Linked DNA regions of Zea mays: region 2 is linked to region 1. Evidence: chromatin contacts called from public Hi-C data. All regions are on one chromosome and are shown on one strand. The core of a region is the stretch at or near the end of the contact, and the rest is flanking DNA. Distances in the headings are between cores, read along the strand shown. Region 1 holds the start of LOC100275389. Region 2 holds the start of LOC103627026 (receptor-like protein 7).

What was found. Hi-C and Micro-C count contacts between places; a contact is called where the count stands out from the background.
Region 2: a Hi-C map of tassel shows a contact between it and region 1, with 5 times the contacts expected there. The contact joins the promoter of LOC103627026 here to the promoter of LOC100275389 in region 1. A contact is called at or near these places in 2 of 25 Hi-C or Micro-C datasets (ear and tassel).

The regions. Positions count from the first base shown.
Region 1 is chr5:149,984,570-149,987,228 of Zm-B73-REFERENCE-NAM-5.0, forward strand. LOC100275389 reads left to right here and starts at 1,291. Exons shown (of 2, transcript NM_001149473.2): 1 at 1,291-1,628; 2 at 1,747-1,904. The coding sequence starts at 1,338. The coding sequence ends at 1,764.
Region 2 is chr5:150,275,796-150,278,454 of Zm-B73-REFERENCE-NAM-5.0, forward strand. LOC103627026 (receptor-like protein 7) reads right to left here and starts at 1,309. Exons shown (of 2, transcript XM_008647376.3): 1 at 1-1,309. The coding sequence starts at 1,273.

The sequences.
Region 1 (2,659 bases), core at 41-2,540:
AAGTTTATTATCTTAATTAATGCAAATGGTCATATCACTAAAGTCCAAAACAAAAAGTAAATGACTAAGCATTAGTTGTGAAGAAGCCCAGACCGACTGCAGCGGCTTCCTCTACCCCTCCCCCTCACTAGTTTGGCGACTACAGTAGACCACTAGGTCACCAGGAGCTGCACCGCTTGCCCCTAAAGCACCTCCAACACCGGGTATTTTTCTCTCTCGGCAGCTTTGTGGTGACCCCCTTGCACTGTTCATGTTTTGTGTTTTGTATCCACGTGTAATTGTTAGTAGATAAAAATTTTATAATGGATGAAAAATAGGAATAATATTTTATGGTTATAGTGAGGTATATAAGAGTATTTAGAGAGAACCACCGTGGAAGATAAAAAAAATTAAGGTAGGGATAAATTGTTGATGACGTGACGCAAAAGTAGGACATGGGGGGTTTAAATTTAGGAAAACCGCTGCAGACAGTTTCATTGTTCTTGACTCTAGGATTTTGCTGGCTTTAACATGCGCTGATTGATGTCATCCGAACTTTGCAATGCAGCTCGCAACCAGTCTAATAAGACACAAACGTACCCGTTGCTTATAGACGCGGTCGCAGAAACGCCTCTATAAATTAATTTTTACCAGAACTACAAACAATCTGAAGCATATTGTTGGATATATATATATATAATAAAAAAGTCAGAACCAGATCAAGGGATCCAGAACACGTGCAACCGCATAAGTACATGGACGACTTAAGAGCATCTAATGCCTTGTGATCAGCTGTGCACCATAGCGTGCTGCAACCATTCGTCGTGGCCGTGGCCGTGGCGTGCCCTTTTGTATCTTCTATTCTGTCGTGCTCGTGCGTGCGCGCCGTGGTTTGCTGCTCTGGCATCGCCATCATGCACGCCAACGTCTACTGATGTGATCTTCATTCCTCACAGCCCATGCGTCACATGGATGGAAGAAAGTTCCATAGACTGGTAGCTGGTCACTCATGTCATGAACAATACGCCACGAGGCTGAAACCGAAAGGAGCGATATTTTGGTGAAGTTGAATTTGCACGTTCTGAACACGGAATGACACTGAAACCAACAAAGCAGGTCCTTTCACCATCCTGATCTACCCAAAGACAACAAGCAAGCCAGCAGCAGGCAGCAGGAGCCCCTCCGTCCGTCCCATCCGGCCATCCGCGCAGTGCCCCCACACCACAGGCATCTTGCCCCGCTACCAAGAAAGTACAACAGCTCACCTATCTACCTATCCATCTCCATCCACCCATCCTTGTTTGTTCCTCATGCATTCTTACTGTCCGCCTGCCTGCCTGATCAGGACAGGAGCCAGCATGCCGCCATCACCGTCGTTGCTGGACCTCATGAGCCTGCCGCCCGACCTGTCTCCGTCTGCCGAGGAAGCGGCGGACTCGTCGTCCTCGGAAGGCAGCAGCTGTGGCTTGGTGCAGGTGGTGCCGAGGGACCTCTCCGACGAGCTCCTCGGCAAGTTCGAGGACACCAGCGAGTTCGGCTTCGAGTACAGCCAGAGCGGCCTCTGGTCGCCGCTGGTCCTGCGGCCCGAGGTCCTCGCGACCGCGGTGCGGGACCGACGCAGGCGCAGCCGCCGGAGTTGGAGGAGGAAGGTTCGTATGGTGAGTTCTCTATAGAATTACGGTGAAAGCAGGGTGCTGCAGCTTGCTGCCTGCAGGTATATTCGGGTGCTCCCCCGGTCTCCTGACTATTCTTGTTTTCCTCATGTAGGTGTTCTGTTGCTGCTGACATCCGGTTTATGTTGGGACAAGCTCTTGTCTCTACTAAAAACTCCTCCGCAGCTTCTCATGTAAAAACTGTTTCGTACTTAATTTCGTGATGAAGTTAGTTTGTACTTTGGTTATAATGAAGATTACTTTTTACTGGGATGTAAACTAGAATGCCTGCGGGTTTGTAAGTGCTGGTGTCCACTGATTTTGGGTTCTCGAATATTTGTCGTCCGCTAGTTTATTTTGAACTAAACCGCGAAAAATAAAAAAGAAGGGAGAGAGTCCTGATTAAATAAGATGCTTTAGGCTTCATATTATTTCCAGCAGGTCGTGTATATATATAGACGTGCAAAATATTATTTACACTGCAGTTTGAAATATAGAGTGTCATATGGAGTAGGATAGGAAGTAGGAAGGCTAAGATGACCTTGTGCATTGTTTTACCTTTTTTTGCTTGCTATTGATGATAGATGATGCCAAGGTACTGTGGATAATGTGTGTTTGCAGAAGGATTGTTATATGATGTCACCATATATTGGTCACTTGGTTTTTTTAGGTGGTGTTCGGTTCGAGGTGGATTAAAAAAAAGATGGTATGAGATTAAATTTATTTATAATTAAAATTGAATAGAAGAGTATTTAATCTCTCCTAATCCCCTCTAATTCAGATGCAACCGAATAAACCTTTATGATTTTTGTTGGAACAGTTCAAAACAACATTAATTACCACTTGGTTTGTTAGATTATGCCGCTTAACCAGAACAAGACCATAGATAGCTTGATGCAGGGTCTAGCCGACTTTTACTTCGGACGACGCCTAGGGTATGTTCGCATACGAACATGGAGCCTCCGATGATGAGCGTGATATGTCAAAAGAGCCCTGCTAACATACCATCATTAAAATTCATTTTCGAC
Region 2 (2,659 bases), core at 59-2,558, 290 kb after region 1:
CAATCCAGGAGGGCATTGTCTTGGTAGAGTAGCAATCAGAAATTTTCAATGTTTTCAAGCTCTGGAGATCACCAATCCATGAGAAATTTGACCTAGCCTCCCTTGAAAAATTTACCGAAGAGAGTCGCAAGGTACTAACATGGTCCATCTTGTCTACGAAAAAATAGGGAGGTTCCATAGAAATTGATCTTCCATCTATTCCCAGGTCTGTCAAAGATGTGAGATTGCCCAAGTAGCTCAGAGTGACACCAGAGAAATGTGTATCCTGTAGATTCAAAGTTTCCAGCGAGCTCCCATGGAGAAATTTTGGAATAAGCCCCGAGAGTTGATCGTTATTTGACACATCCAATACTGCCAGATTCTTCAGTTGAAAGATTTTCGGTGGAAAGGTGCCTCTCAAGTTATTAAAGCTGAGTTGAAGAACTCTTAAATTGAGAAAATCTGCAAAGAATTCTGGAACCACGCCGGAAATTCCATTCATTTTTAGATTAATCACTTCGATAGAGCGGAGACGTAGAAAATGTCGATGGATAGGACCAACAAGCCTGCATTCCTCCATGCTAAGAACCTGAAGATGAGGAACGTATTTTCCAAGAGTTCTGCCCCAATCTTCTCTGCCACTACTACTTATGTCCACGCCATCAAGGTAGAGCTCTCTCAGATTTGTGAGGTTTGACAATAGTGTCTCGAAACTTGGTTCTTGTAGGACCAAAAGGTTATAGCTGTCAAAAAGATTATACAATGTGTCTATTTCAGCACCATCAATGTTATGGATTGAAGAAATATCCAGCGATATGAGACTCGGGAGTTTGCCTATTACAACCGGAATGTGTCCATAGAAACCTGCGTAAGAAAGGTTGAGGTGTGTGAGTACCGAAAGCCTCTCAAAGCCAGCCGCCGGAATAGGGGATCCACCGAAGTCATTCTTGCTCAGGTCGAGTCGCTGGAGTGAGGTGAGGTTGAAGAGCGCGCCGTCAAGACTGTAGCTGTACAAGCCACGGCCACCGAGGTCAAGAACAGTGACATGGCCGGAGACACTGTCGCATCCAACACCCTCCCAGAGGCAGCAGTCCGTGCCTGCTTCCCATGAAGCAAGGGTGGTGGTGGAGTAGTCGAAGAGAAAGGATCGCTTGAGCTGGAGGAGTGCTGCAGCATGGTCTGGATGGCACCAAGGAGCTGTGAGGTTACCATACCAAGTGGATGAAGCTAGTGATGAGCGGAGGTGGTGTATCAGTATCAGGAAGAGGGGAAGGAGATAACTAGCACGAGCCATGCATCATTGTCTTTGCACTCCAGAAGGAAAGCAAAAGAAGATAGTTCTATATAGTAGTACTAGAGATGGACACATCCCATTGACGATGCCACCCAGTCCACCGTAATGACTTTGAAGTTTTCAATGTCAAGCCGCCGAAATAATTAAGGGCTGTTTGGGACTAGAGATGGAGACATCCCATTCACGATGCCACCCAGTCCAGTAGTCCACCTTAATGACTTTGAAGTTTTCAATGTCAAGCCGCCGAAAGATACCAATGTCTGCGTTGCTGCATCGCCCTCAAAGACTTCATGGGTGTTTGGGAATGAAGTTTTTTCACAATTTTGAAAGAATACTGCAGTATTCTCAAATACTGCAGTATTATATACAGAATGGTGTTTGGCAAGCTGACTAAAATCTCTGTTTTCAAAATTGAAGTATTGCAAATACTATAGTTGTTTTAAGGTATTCTAAACTTAGTTCTGAACCTCAGTTTTCAAAATTGTGGTACTGCGGTATTGTCATGACTAAAATATACTGTAGTATTTTAAAAAATATGGTTTTCAAAAATTTTGTTCCCAAACAGAGCCTTCACTGTTGATGCTGGTAAAATTATAAATCCCGGTTTGCCGCCCTCGTCAAACCGGCCACCCTCACTCAGAGCTAGTTTGGGAGAAAAAAAACAGAGAGTATTAAAGTGACTGAAATACTCTTTTATTTAAATATAAACAAGAAAAAGATTTTAATTTTTCTAATTTTTTCCTATTTTCTGACTCTCAAACTCAAACTAGTATCTGATGGGAAGAGAAGGAAATTGCTGGAAGCCCGGAACGGACGCGGTCTCGCCGTCCTCATGGGTCAAAGGCGGAGGGCCCACGACCCTGCAGGTCTGGACCACTCGAGTGCGCTTGGCCCTGGCGGCTTCATGCGTGGAGTGTGTGGGGTCTCCTGCCTACCCACGTCCCTGCTCACCGTTGCATCAAAAAAATTGAGTGGTCAGTTGAAAAATATGCCTCAGACAGTGCCAATGTATACTAGTACAGCGCGCCAATAATGGATGGTTATTTGCTGGATTAGACGCAGCGCATTAATGCCTTTTGCACCTACATTAATTCTATATTATTTTCTGCTTTATTTTCTATAGTAAATAATTAACAGAAATAATTAAAATGCATCCCAAGGCTATGCTGCTCATTTACATCGCTCTAAAGATCTGCGATGCGTTAAGAGTCTGTTTGGTTTTCTACCTAAGGCGTCACAATCTGCCTAACCTTAGGCGCTTGAATTGAAGAACTAAGCTTAGGCAGGAAAGTTAAGCACGGTATGGCGCTTTAGGCCGCAAACCAAACAACCCCTAAGTCTTTTGACTCACGTCGAGCGAGTACGTAATTGGTTAGTCGAGCGATC